3 separate regions of the Mus musculus genome follow, and all the other regions are linked to region 1. Evidence: chromatin contacts called from public promoter capture Hi-C data. All regions are on one chromosome and are shown on one strand. The core of a region is the stretch at or near the end of the contact, and the rest is flanking DNA. Distances in the headings are between cores, read along the strand shown.

What was found. Promoter capture Hi-C pulls out the DNA fragments that hold promoters and counts their contacts.
Region 2: a contact with region 1 is called in a promoter capture Hi-C map of liver, with 2.8 times the contacts expected there. The contact joins the enhancer-like site here to the promoter of Dock5 in region 1. A contact is called at or near these places in 6 of 39 promoter capture datasets (the 3T3-L1 cell line, cranial neural crest, liver and 3 more), 1 of 484 Hi-C or Micro-C datasets (cranial neural crest), 3 of 115 datasets of contacts at active chromatin or transcription factors (embryonic limb bud, forebrain and pancreatic cancer cells) and 1 of 9 other capture datasets (liver).
Region 3: a promoter capture Hi-C map of liver shows a contact between it and region 1, with 2.9 times the contacts expected there. The contact joins the enhancer-like site here to the promoter of Dock5 in region 1. A contact is called at or near these places in 5 of 39 promoter capture datasets (the 3T3-L1 cell line, the C10 cell line, cranial neural crest and 2 more), 1 of 15 datasets of contacts at CTCF or cohesin (large pre-B cells), 2 of 484 Hi-C or Micro-C datasets (embryonic fibroblasts and embryonic stem cells), 2 of 115 datasets of contacts at active chromatin or transcription factors (forebrain and pancreatic cancer cells) and 1 of 9 other capture datasets (adipose tissue).

The regions. Positions count from the first base shown.
Region 1 is chr14:67,931,797-67,936,364 of GRCm38.p6, reverse strand. It overlaps Dock5 (dedicator of cytokinesis 5), which reads left to right and starts at 2,793. Exons shown (of 52, transcript NM_177780.3): 1 at 2,793-3,073. The coding sequence starts at 3,031.
Region 2 is chr14:67,066,889-67,071,456 of GRCm38.p6, reverse strand. It overlaps Ppp2r2a (protein phosphatase 2, regulatory subunit B, alpha), which reads left to right. Exons shown (of 10, transcript NM_028032.3): 2 at 1,148-1,222. Among named protein-coding and RNA genes, the nearest start is that of Ppp2r2a, 3.3 kb to the left of the region's middle. Within about 2 kb of position 2,511, at least 7 of the 459 cell types and tissues checked have an H3K27ac peak or open chromatin away from gene starts, as enhancers often do. A contact at or near this core is called in liver, where this site is marked.
Region 3 is chr14:67,185,919-67,190,486 of GRCm38.p6, reverse strand. Gm30438 (a long non-coding RNA gene) reads right to left here. Exons shown (of 8, transcript XR_874742.2): 8 at 1,275-1,689. Among named protein-coding and RNA genes, the nearest start is that of Gm30806, 13 kb to the left of the region's middle. Within about 2 kb of position 2,351, at least 261 of the 459 cell types and tissues checked have an H3K27ac peak or open chromatin away from gene starts, as enhancers often do. A contact at or near this core is called in adipose tissue, embryonic fibroblasts, embryonic stem cells and 4 more, where this site is marked.

The DNA.
Region 1 (4,568 bases), core at 1,544-4,043:
AGGGAGGGGGAAAGAGAGAGGGAGGGAGGGAGGAAGGAAGGAAGGAAGGGAAGAAGGAAGGAAGGAAGGAAGGAAGGAAGGAAGGAAGGAAGGAAGGAAGGGAGAAAGAAAGGAGGGAGGGAGAGAGGGAGGGAGAGAGGGAGGGAGGGAGGGAGGAAGGAAGGAAGGAAGGAAGGAAGGAAGGAAGGAAGGAAGGAAGATAAAAGCCTGCTTAAAGAACAAAGATCATCACTTCCCTGCACACAGGCAACTGAGGCAACTCAGGGCAGCTCCTGCCCCAGGGCAGCCCAGACCTAAGCTCCAGACCAAGGTTGACAGCTACTAAAGGTCCAAGGGGAGTAATAGCTGAGGGGGGGGGGAGTAAGTCCTAGGAAATACTCAAAGGTAAACTTTGATCCAAAGCAGAGGATATGCACAAGGATGCTATCATGGAAGATCAACAACAAACAGAAATGACAGCTGTGATCACCAGTCGTTCAAGCCCCGGGTCATTCTTTACTTTATCCCTCACACTACAAAATCAAAATTTGTAGAGCCTATGTGCATCTTTGACTGGTAAATCAGAGAGGCCAGTAAGCTTCATAGAGAATCCCTCTCTGCTCGCACTGTCTTCCTGTTGGCGCCCCCTTCAGTTTATGTCTAGAACTCCAGCCCCTTTCACAGCAGCCTACCATCCCTGGCGTTCTCCATTAACTGGCATCCTTAGTTAGCCCTTTAGAGTCAGTCGGTTCACACCACAGCAGACACAGTTGGACAGTGTCTGGTATCCCCACCGACACAAGCCCGAGAACCTTTAGAATCTGTAACAACACAGGAAGTCCTCGTCCGGGTCATGGCCCTCCTTCGCCGGTGCCTCTTGAGCCAAGTTTCCTGTTTCGCTCAGATCACTCGCTGTCCAGGATTCTATGCCAGTTTGGAGCCTGTTAGACCTGCTTGGTGGCCTTTGTGTTTGCTGTCCATGTGGTCCAGAACACTCCCCCTTTTATCATGGGGTCATCCTCACTTCCTGTAGTTCTGCCTTTCAGTCTCCCCTTATCTCAGATGTCTTTCCAGATGTTTCTGTGTAAATCTCTGGCACCCACACTCCCCATGTTCCTGGCTAGGGTTTCTCTTTGCAGGCCTAGCCTCCTTTGGCATGCATTAATTTCAAGTCTTAACTTCTTCCAACAGCTGTGTGAAGGTAGGGGTCTCATTTACCTCACTACTGAACCTCCATTCCAGGAACAGTGCCCAACACATAGTAGGTCACTTAGGGCGGAAGGAAGAGAAATTATCTAGCTTGGGTGGTTAAGTCGATCACAACATCATTGACCTAGAAGAAGTTATTTTTGGGGAGATGGTGGAAATCTTTGTGGATGTCAGGTCTACACTGATGGAAATATGTCTTGCTGTGTATTATAAATAGATTCCTATTGGAACTTTTTTCTTTCTTTTTTTAGAGTGTTTCCTTAGCCATTTTTAATTTCTTCTTTTGAGAACTGCTTAGTACAGTAGCTCAGTTTGTAGTTTGGTTGATTGCTTCCCTATTGCTTAGAATTTTTGGTGATTTTATTTTTCTAAATATTCAGTATTAAGTATACAATGAACATGTAACTTTAAATCACAAAGGAGATAAATGACACATTATGTAATCATACTCAACTTTAAGATCTCAACTATCAAGAATAAAAACTGGCATTAAAAAAAAAGAGATGCGACTGAACCACTTTAAGAAAGATGGCTGAAGCACGGTCATAAGTACCTATTGTTTCTTTCAACCAGGACTTTAAGTTCAGAACTTACTTTCTCAGGAGGAAAACCAAGACTAATATATATATATATATATTCAGGCATGGTTTGCAAAAAGTCATCAGAGTTCACTCATCTCTAATCAAGCATTACTGTCTATTACTGTGTGTTTTAATTACATGTTCTGTTCTTGTCAGGTTCCAAACCGGCAAGAAAGCCTCCACAGACTCCAAGAACAACACAATTTCCCGCAAGAGGTATTTTTCAGATGGCGAAGCTAACTGGTTGGCTGGTTAGTCTGAAATTTTACTTCTAAGTGTGAGGTGTCCTTACTACTAAGTAGCTTTTTCATTCTGGAGGTCTCTCCAAGATGGAAGCGCGTCTCCCCGCCGGCAGAGGGCGCCAAGCGCACCCCTGTGTAGTTTAACGCACAACTGCCTTTTGGAGTCCTCAGTCCCAGGCTGAAAAAGGACAGTGGTGGGAGTTGGGGGGTGGGGTGGTGGTGGTGGTGGTAGATGTTCTGGGGTCCTCCCCACAAGGATGCCTTCTGGGCAGGGGGTCAGTTGGAAAGGGGAACCTTTTGGAGCGAACTTCTTCCCTTAGTGTGAAAGTTTGTGTTGCTGCAACTGAGGAGAAATAAATCCCTGAGTTTGGGGTTTCCGGATTAGCGCTTTGTCAACAGTGTCCTAACGGAGGGTCTTCTAGATTGGATACGTCTACTTCTGAAGCGCCCGTGTCCCTTGCACCAGTTCTCTGCGGACCTTGAAGCTCGGCTTCCGGCTCTCTCGGGGCTGCAGCAGACGCTCCCGGAGGCGAAGGCGGGAGCTCACGGCTCATTCATTCAACAAATATTTACTGAGCGTCCGGAGGCGACCGGTGACTCTCACCAGCTCCTCCTCCGCGCTCGGCGGCGCAGCAGCCCGGGAGCGCTGGGCAATCGCAGAGCCGACGCTGGGAGGACCGGGCGGGCGGCTCCGGGCTGCGGCTCCAGCCGGGCGAGGCGGAGCCGGCGGGGGAGGCGGGCGGCCCCGGGGCGCAGAGGGCGCGGCCAGCGGGAGGAGCCCGGGCGGCGCCGGGGAGGGCGCGCGGGGCTGCACGGCCGCCGGTCCCAGCAGGTGACCGCGGGCGAGCGGGCGTGCGTGCGGGGCCCCGGGCGCGAGCGAGGCGGGACGGCGTAGACGCGGCCGGCGCGCCAAAGTCGTCCAAGTTTTGCCGGAACATGGCGGAGGAGTCCGGCCGGCGCAGCAGCGCTCCGAGCACGAGTGTCTGTAGCCGCTAGCGCCGCGGGGCGAGGTCGTCGCCATGGCCCGTTGGATCCCTACCAAGAGGCAGAAGTATGGGGTTGGTGAGTGCTTGCCCCGCCCCACCCTCGCCCGAGCGCCCGGGAGTCCACTTTGGCCCCGCGGAGCTCGCGCACACTCGGCCACTCGGTCCCGCTGCTGCACCCCGGGAGTCTAGCCCGCTCTGGTGTAAAAGTGCTTTTAGGCTTGGGGACTCTGATCCTCCCCTATCCGAACCCCAACTCTAGTGGCGCACACTGTGGGAACGCGCCAGGTCCCCACTGCCGTTGGTGGCCAGCGAGGGCCGCACGTGGGACGGTGCGCTTTGCGAGTGCCCTTCCCCAGATCCCACTTGGAAGCTCCAGAGTCCCTTTCCCTCTCTCCCTCCCTCCCTGGGACTGCAGTCCGGATCGCAGTCAAAGACAAAATGGGAAGCCGAAGTTGCCAGTAGAGGTGATGGAAGAGGCAGGAAGTGTGAGGCGTGGGAAGGAGGGCAAGGGGGTCCTGGGGCTGTTTGTGAGGACACCCATCTGACCTACTGGCGTGGTTGGAGAGGTGTGACACAGCTTCCCCCCAGGGGCAGGAAGAGGGTAGGTTCCGCGCAAGCGGGTGGCGTTTGTGTTCGCAGTACCCTAGCGCTCCGTCATTGCTGAACTCTGGCCTCTAGGTTTGGATCTGAAACCTTGGCGTTGAGGGGTTGGACCCAGGTGGAAAAACTTTCCACTTTCACTTTTCATTGAGCCAGGTCAGGGAGGAAGCACTCACCTTTAGCCGGACGATTGCCAGGAGAATTAGACTTTAAATGGAGCCTCTGGAATAAACAAGTGTGTTGTGTGGGAATTTTATCACTTTCTCTCAGGTCCACTCACTTGGCGCGTTTGAAATGCAACCCCTTACTTCACTCCTGTCAGCGCACCTCTTTTCCTTCAAGTCCTGGACCCACAGGAACACTGCCTGAAATTATCAGTCTGCCGTGACAGACATGAAGTCCTATGTGCCTATGTAACCGGGACTCAGACACCGCCTTCAGTCTTTAGTATATTATAATGTGATGCAGATTGAAAGCCTGCATATGTACATTTGCAAATATGTATATATACACACACACACACACACATATATATATGCATAATTCTCAACCTTTTTTTTTTTAATTTGTCTTTACTTTTAGAATTTTTGCTCCTCCACATGGCTGTGGGTTACATGGAAAGGTGACATTTCTTCAGTCCCAGATCAGTAGGTCTTGACTTAGCCTTGATAAGTAACTTGACTAGATACCTGCTAGTAAGTAGCTGGTCATTGTGTAAGTGAAATACTGTAAAATGGATGAAGGGTTGGGTGTGACAATCATAGAGCATGCCTAAAGCCCTGGCTTCCATCTTCTGTACCACAAGAGGAAATTAATTTATTTAAACATTATAGAGTACTAATTAATGACTAAAATATGCTTAGCAGTAACTAACCACTAATTATAAAAGGGTCATTTCTAACTTTACCTGGGTTAAAAGTTGTTCCCAACAAGTATGTTTCCGATGGGTTTGCTGTATGTAACCATAGGCA
Region 2 (4,568 bases), core at 1,262-3,761, 860 kb after region 1:
GCACGGTAGCGTTTGGGCAGATGTCCTTTTCCCAGAAGGGTTTCTTGGAGTTAAAATAGTTGTGGAGTTCGCCGATATAAATAGCCAAAGGGAGAGGGATTTTATAAAACCTTGCTGAGGGGGGACGGGGGGGGTGCGGGGGGAGAAAGCCTGATTGAGAATAATTTAGCAAGGAATGGGTAAAGGAAAAGCGAGGTTTAATGTCGTTTGAGAGTCGGTTATCTTTGTACAATTTAGTCTTGAAGCCCTTCCTCTCATAGAGTAATTCTGGATTGAGATTGAGTTTCTTTTCCAGAAATCCCGGGGTGCCCCCATCCCCCCATTTCCTCTTCAGTGCTGAGCAGTGAGTGTCGGAGATTAAACCAATTTTCCTTTCTTTTCAATATTTGCATAGATAATAGAACCTTTAAAGAAGTTATGCTGGACTGGTTTACAGTTTGCTATATAAACAGGCTGCCCTTTGACCTTGCTGAACAATGAAATGATAATTGGAACTGTATTGTAGGAGATGAGCAACGAATAAGGTTGCTTTTTTCTGGGTCCTTTGGATGCAGTAGGTGAATGTGGCAGGAGCAGCCTCCTTTGACCATCTCTTCCCAGGCGTGCATTTCCGCCCCTTTTCCTCTGTCTGCAACCAGTGATTTGCTCCTAACGAATGCAAAGAAATGGGTGTTGTGTTTGCTTAGTCCACATGAATCATCCTCTCAGGCAGTAATGTTCCCGAAGTTTTCTCTTCGTTCTATATTTCATGGTAGTTTAGCCTTATAACTCTTTTGTAGGCCTTTTGTACATTTAAAGGAAAACTAACTTTGGTGCTTTGGTTGGTTTTGTTTTTGTTTTTGTTTTTTCCTGGTAGGTTTTAACTTGAAAGGTTCTGACTGTCTTTAAGGAGAGGGAAAAGTGGAAGTGAGGTTTTAAATATCTGTATGATGATAATTACTGGTAGGCTGTATGTCTTTGGATATTTCGTACCTGCAGACTTGTTTTTAATACACTACCAACTATTGGAGGCCAATTTGGTTCCAAATCTGTGGGCTCAGTGGTAGTTACATAGGGAGTTATGATGCCAGCCTCGGGAACCATCTCTGTGTTTATAAGCGTAAACAGAACAGAGCTCAGTTTTAATTGCTATGTTTTCTTCTTCCAGGAGCTGGAGGAGGGAATGATATTCAGTGGTGTTTTTCTCAGGTGAAAGGAGCAGTAGATGATGACGTAGCAGAAGGTAAGACATTTTAACAGTGACGACTATCGACTTAAAAGTCCTGGGTGCTGAAGGAACTCAGTGTTTTGTGTTTGCTTTCTGAGAGGTGGGATGATAGCTTTAAAAAAAATCACCTTTCTGAAAAGTCTGTATATCTTCTTATGTCTTGCTTATCTTTTTTTTTTTCATTGAGTTAATGAAGTAGATGTCCAGCAGTCAGTGCTCTAAGGTTTGTGTGACTAAGGTGTCTTTGTTACATACATTCTACATATAAATGACTGGTCTTCATGTTTATGTGTTATTTTTCGATAAAACAGAGAAACAGAGGCCAGCAGCTCTTAGCTCAGAACCGCTCCCAGCAGCACCTCTTACTCTGTGGGGGGCTCTGGTTCTTTTGAACTCCACTGCTTTGGGATGTGGCACTGGTCGACATGGCTGCTGGTCCACATGATTCACTTTACTGTGCTGCAGGGATTTGTGCGTGTGGTTAAGACAGATAAGATAGAACAAATTACTGTGGGGACTTTTTTTGAGATAGAAACTTGCTAATTTATTTCAGAACGTATCTAAAGTTTTGAAATGTCAAGGTCTTGCGTGCAGTCTGAGGTGATCTTTTGTGATAGAGACAAATAATCTCAAAAGGGATTCTTTGCTCAGAAATATTTAATATAGTTTGTGGACTCTGTGTGTGTATGTGTGTGTATTTGAGAGGGAGAGGATGTGTGTGTGTCTGTCTGTCTGTCTGTGTCTGTCTGCCTGTCTGTCCCTAGCTGGCTTTGAATTTGCTATGTAGACTAGGTTGTTCTTGAATTCGGAGATCCATCCGCCTGCCTCTGCCTCCCCAATAAAGTTAGTGGGATTTTTCTAAATAGAAGTCAAAGAAGAGTATGTATTTCTGGTTGTCTGAAAATGTGTACCCCTTTCTTTAGGTGTGGAACCTTTCCTTGTGGTTCTCCTCTGCTGCCATAGAGTGCTGTGCTGAGGATTTCTTTTCAGGTGGTGGTAGGCCAAAGACTGTTGACTAGGAGATGCTTGTGTGGTGACATTTGTCTCCAGTGTGTGCGTGGTGTGGTGAGTCCTGTAGAAAGTCATTGGCACACTTGTGCTTCCAGCCTCTGTTACCTTTGTTTTCTGGTGGTCCTTATTCCTTTCTCACATGAGAGACTGGAAACTTGGAAAGAATTAAAGGGTTTAGAGTGACTCAGTGATGGTCAATCGGTGCTGCTTTTCTGTGGAAATAAATCCTGTGTTGGAGGGAGGAGTCTCGAATTCCTGATTTTGTAACTCCATTACCTGTTGAGTAGTAGGCACTCAGGTATTGGATCCTCGGTTCTGTGCGGTTGTGTAATACTTGGCATGTTATGAAAGTGCTCTCTACTTGGAAAACATTTCTTGGTTGCACTGTTTATTCCCTTATCAAACAAAGGTCTCCTGAATGTTGAGAACGGGTGTGTGGTGTCTAGAACATAAGCTGTCTACCCTTAAGAAACTCTGTTTACTTCTTGTTAATCATGGGGAGAAAGAAGACTTCACTCAATCAGAAGAAATAGATTTTCTAAACTGAATATCAATTACTTAACCAAAACAAGTGATAGTTTGTGCTACTTCACACATATACAGAATATATGTGATGGATCAGTTTTAATTCTTCCTTGTATGTCAGTTCTTACTAGCTTCACTTTGCTCCCTATTGATTAAATAACTTCCTAGGGTATATGTAGTGACAGTGTGCTCCTACTTGGAGTGCGCGCTTCAGAAAGAACATAACTTGTTAGTGCTGTGTCTTCACAAGTACATGCGCAGCATTGTTTTCAAGTTACACTGCTTTGATTTGCAGTCTCAGAAACTACTTGGTATACTTCTGTCTGCTATGTTTATTAAGGGGAAGTTTTGCTTTTCTAATGCAGAATATGATTATTGTACATGGCCCATAGGTAGGGATTACAATCTTTAAATGGTTGCTAGCTCCACCCTTAGACTGCCTGCTTTTTGTTAATGATGCATTCTGATTTTTTTTATTTTTGCTATTAGTAGCTTATGATGTCTGATCGTGCCCTTGTAGCCAGCAGCAGCCAGGACATGCTGATTTATTTGTGTAATGCGTTTATCTTCTATACCTGCCTTGGAACCTTGTTTTGGAGATGGTTTCTCTGTAGTTCTGGCTGTCCTGGGACCAGGCTGGCTTTGAACTCAGATCTACCTGCTTCTGCCTCCACAGTGCTGGGATTAAAGGTGTGGTGGCTACCATGCCCAGCTGCATTAACTTCTTAAATAGGGACCACTTTCTTCCTGTGTTGTACTTCTAATTTTAAATACAATCCTGGTTTGTCTTCTTTCTTGGAAATTTTCAGTGGATCATTGGATCCACTGGATTAGAAACTAGATTTCAGCAGGCAAACTATGACATTTCTTTAGTATGTTCCTCTTAAGCTATTAAGGGGCTACTAAACTGATACTGTACAAGCAAACACTATGCATTCTACTTTGGAATGTTTTTGCTATTCTTGGGATTGAACCCTAGCCTTGTGCATGCTAGGCAGATGCTACACCACTTAGCTACATCCCCAGTCTGTTAATCCCATTGATATGTCAGACATCCTCCTACAATTGTTCCTTAGTCAGAATCCCACTCACCCTCAGTCACACTATAACCTTCTAATTACCTCCTGTGGAAATCATTTTTAAAATCTATTTTACATTACTTTGTTAAATAAGTATATTTAGTACCTTGAGTCTCCACTGTTACACTTTAAGCCTAGTGACAAAGATCTTTGTTTCTCCGAAAATGTCATATGTAAACTGCTTGGCCTAGAACAACACCTGGCATACAGTAGGCATTGGATATCTTGAGTGTCAGTGTTCCTGTTGCTAGGGTTTTTAAAGGGGAAGCAGAGAGATAGAAGGTCTAGGATAGTAGAGGTGAACTTCTGAAGAGGTCTTTCTGTTTCTTGTTTGCAGCTTTATAATGCAGAGAAGGGTCCAACAATTTAGAGTCTGTTGCTCTGCCTTGAGCCTTTCTGGGTTCCTGTACTTAGCCATAAAATGAATGGGACTGGATGAAGTGATTTCTGCTGTTTCTTTCTGCTTTTGTTAGTTCTCAGATGTCAGAAGGAGGTAGCGCCATATTCTTACTACTGATAGTTGTTTTAAGATGGTTACTCAGTAGGGACCTTAATTAAGAATAATGTCTTTACTGGACTGACTTTTCAAGGCTTAGGAGTTTTATTAGGTATACAAAACAGAGTTTGACACTCAGCTACAGGCTCTTGCTATCTTTGCCTTTTTGGTCTTTAAGGCAAGGCAGGACACTTATATGCTAAGTTACTGTTTCATCTACACAGGTCTGCAGGCATGCAGCCTGTGTGTT
Region 3 (4,568 bases), core at 1,102-3,601, 750 kb after region 1:
GATCTCAGGACTGGTTGTTTGGAAATTTTAGCCCCACCACACCCTGTGTCTCTTTCTGTAATAAATGTTTTGTAATGTACTTTTACTAAAGTTAAATCAGTATGCTACCCACATACAAGTTTTAGTATAAAAATGTAAATAAGAACATACAAAATAATACATATTCGGATATGTGAATATTCGGACAGTTATGTTATAAAACATCCTGTTTCAGATGCAAGCAGCCATGTGGCTTGAGACAGCTATAAGCGCAGACTGATACATTTGTATTTTACTATGATTCAAACAGCAGGCATGGAGCTATATCTGCAGTGGTGGCAACTTTCCTTTAAGCTGTCAACAAAACAAAGGCCAAACACTGCCCGCATCCACTCACCTGAGGTACTGAGAACCCACAAGCTCACGGAGACTGAAAGTAGATCAGAGGAAGCCCTGGCTAGAGGAGGCAGGATGGGAGTTCCTGATTACTGACTACCCTGTCTCTGTTTGGAGTCATGGAAAAGATTTGGAGATTGACAGAAACGATGGTTTCATAGCATTCTGAATACAAGTCAGCCACTGATGTTGTTCACTTAGAAATGGCTAAAACGGTGCCTGGAATATTGTATAGATTTTGTTGTAATAAAAGCTTCATCTGGCTACGGTGATAAGTGCAGTTCCAGTTCTTGGGAAGAAACGGAGGCAGGAGGATTACATGTTTCAGGTCAGCATGGGCTCCATAGAAAGAATAAGGGAAGGAAGGAAAGAAGGAAAGAAAGGAGGGAGGGAAAGAGGAAGGGAGGGAGGGAAAGAGGAAGGGAGGGAGGGAAAGAGGAAGGGAGAGAGGGGGAGGGAGGGAGGGAGGGAGGGAGGAAGGAAGGAAGGAAGGAAGGAAGGAAGGAAGGAAGGACCTTCAAAAAACTTGTTTGTAAATAAAATGGAGCTGGTCCTAGCTCTGGACTATACAAAGCAAGAGTCTGTCGCAGAAAATAAGAACGGGGTGGGAATGGTAGCAAGAAATGAAGTAAAGGACGGTGGGAGAGAGAAAGGAGGGTCTTACAGAAAGTCCTTTATGTTTATAAATGGAATAGACCTGGTCCTAGCTCTGAGAGTTAATGCATGGCATTCACCTACACAAATGTCCAGCAGGATATCTGAAAAACCTCCTAAGACAATATGAACTATCCTACTAGATGTCCAGCATGGCGGGTCAGCGCCACTAAATGCCAGTAAGGCTCCCCTTTATTGTGATGACCAAAAAAAAAAAAAAAAAAAAAAAAAAAAAAAAAGCCCAGGTTCAAATTGCCTTCTAGAAAGCAGCTCCGCCCCTCTTGAGAGTTAGGAGGCAGGAAGTGAAGAGAGAGCCTAGGCGGCGCCTGGGTTCTGGCCAAGGGCGTGCCTGAAGTCCTGGGGGAGCACGGGGGCAGAGGGCTCTGTAAAGCAATCAGCAGAAACCCAGATCTCCGGTAAACGGATCTAGCTGGAGGATAGAGAGTTAAAGGGAAAGGGACACATGAACTACTCGGTGAGGTTTAGTCCTGTTTTTATCCTTAACAGTGTCTCGGTTTCACGGTCGCAAAGCTCATTGCGCTCCCCTGCCAGACGGTGGAGCTAGAGAGCCTCGTACAGATCCCGGTCCACTGGGTTCAGGTTTGAGGCAGGGCTGACTCAGCCCTCCACGGATGACACAGCAGGATCGTCGACTGTGACCTGCAAGCAACAGCTTCATTTATTAAATAATTAGCTAATTCTTTTTTTTTCCCATTTAACTTTATCGACCTATTACAGGTAGGGCGATGGCATTGGAAGGTTCAGACAGAAACCACTAAGATAAGACGGGACTCTGACCCTGACTCTTAAGCAAGAAATTAAAATCTCTTGCAATCTTCTAAGTGTCCCTAGGCAACACGCCCAGTGGAGCTGCCCTAGTCCCCTCCTCCTCCCTGCGGACAGCCAGGACTTCTACAGGAGGTGGAACACAAGCAGTCACGCAGTGGCTCCGCCCACTTCCTAGCCAATCACTGCACAGCCTTCTCCCTCCTTCCTGGAGGCAGGCACCCGAAGGATGTCGACGCGTTTAAACAAGCCATTTCAAAGGTTTAAGGGCTTGGGAGGTAGTGACTTCCACAGGATGCTAGAGGGTCCTGGTTGCAGTTGTGATTCTAAAGCTGGCACTGTTGGAAAAAAACGTAGTTGGTAGATAAGCTGGTGGAGGTGGATTGTTTACCTCCTGAGGCTCTGTGCGCACATCGCAGGCACAAAAAACGGAATGGAAAACCTCTATTGTCACCTTTTCTACCTCTTTGGAGGTGGGGGCAAAAGGCTACCTGATGCCAGTGTTGTTTGGTGAACCGTTCAACCATCCCTCCCAGCAGTTGCAGAACTCTACTTTCTGGACTCCTGGCAGCTGCCAGGCATCTCCGTGCCATATACTAGATTCTGGCCTGCAAGAGCCAAGTCTGGTTAGTCCTTGCAAGCTGAGCCCTTTCTGTACTGTAATCAATGCAATGGTGAGTCCTCTGGACTAATAACCAGGGCAACTACACCACCAACATCATCAACATCATCTTCACCACCACCCATCCACCCACACACGCTTTTACAGCATCTCACTCGATCCAGGCCACACCTGGCCAGGCAGGTGCCCTTGTTATGCCCATTTTACAGATAAGGAAATAGGAGGCTCAAGTCACCTGCCTGGAATGCAGCAGAACCACTCTCAGCAAATCCCTTACAAAGGCAACCTAATTTGGTTCACAGTTTAAAGGGGGGCGGGGGAGCCGGGATGTGTCAAGCACGGTGGGGAAGGCACAGCAGCAGGAAGGTAAGACAGCTAGCTGGTCCTGGGTATGAGTGCTTTGCCTGCCTGCATGTGGTTGACATGCATGCAGTGCCTGCACAGGCCAGAAAAGGGTGTCGGATCCCTGGAACTGGAATTAGAAGGTTGTGAATTGCCATATGTGTGCTAGCATCCAAACCCAGGTCCACATACTGCAACTGACCCTGGAGCTCAGTGCTTCAGCTAGTCTGGCCACTCAGCTTGCTCCGGGGATTCTCTGTCTCTGCCTCCCACCAGTGATGAGGTTATAGGCAATCGCTTTATCCACTGAGCCATCTCCACAGCCCCACACTTCAGCTATTTTAAACCGCCAAACCTTTGATACCTTTTTGTGGCAGCCAAGAGGACAGTGCCCAGCGGTGCTGCTGTGTCTGGGCAGACACCATGAGTCTGGATGTGGGAGTCTAAAAACAGCCACCATCCACTGTCAGGTACATGGAATGTTACTGTTTGCATGAAACCCAAAACCGGTGAGGACAAGAACAACAGATTGTTCTTGTCCTAGTTAGGGTTATCATTGCTGCGATCAAACACCACAACCAAAAACAATGTGGGGAGGAAAGAGTTTACCTGGCTTGCACTTCTCCTGCACTGTTCATGGAAGGAAGTCAGAGTAGAAAATCAAACAGGGCAGGAACCTGGGGGCAGGAGCTGATGCAGAGGTCATGGAGGAGTGCTGCTTGCTGGCTTGCTCCTCATGGCTTGCTCAGCTTGCTTTTTTCTAGCACTCAGGAGCTCCAGCTGAGAGGTGGCACCACCCACAAGGGTCCAGGCCCTCCCCTATGAAACTCTAATTATGAAAATGTCTTCCAGTCTTGGGCACAGCCTGATTGTATGGAGGCATTTTCTCAATCGAGGTTCCTTCCTCTCAGATACCTTAAGCTTCTATAAGTTGACATAAAGCAATCCAGGCAACTCCTCTCTCTTCCATCCTCCCAACCTCTTTCTTGTCTGTTTTGTGCCCAATGTCTGCGTGTGAGAGGGGTTTCTGTGAGGGAAGGAATAGAGAGTGGGGAGCTTAGGAGCAAGCCGTTAGTAACGAAAAGGAACTATGTGAACTTGAAGTGGTATCTTCATCTCTGCATGCCCTGCTCGACCACAGCATCTTCCTTTATGTATCTAGGCAGAAATAGAAGTAGTTCAACCCCAACAGTCTTAGCAGTCCTCTGATGATGCTTCAGAAGCACTTACAGCTGCTGCAGATGTCCTAACTGGTAGGCGCGCAACCATTACTTTAAATATAGTGTGCACTACACGGGCTATGACATCTGGTAATTTAACGTGCTGATAACAAAGTAAATATGTGACCAGTGTGACTCATGCTTAAACCGCCTCTTCTGTATGGCTTCCTTCCGTAATTCTATTACTGTTCATGCATTTAAAAGTCTCATTTAGGAAAGAGGTCAAAGGTGACAAAGAAGTTGTGAACTAAACCCTTGTGAGGCATTTAAAACGGGGTCTGCTGCATAGTTGTTCCTTGATAGCTGAATCCATGATCCCCAAAGATACCAAACTGTAGATAGTCAAGTCCACTTCCCTTCCTGTTTTAAAATTTCTTTTTAACGGTGTCTTTTTGTTTATGTAAATGTGCATGACTGTGTATGTGTCTTATGTAGTGTAGGTGCCCGTGCGGACCAGAAGAGGGCACTGGAGTTACAGATGGTTGAGCCTGTCTCTGTGTTTGTAATATGCAGTGTATGTGCCTGTGCAGAGCAGAGAGGGCACTGGAGTTACAGGTGGCTGTGAGCTA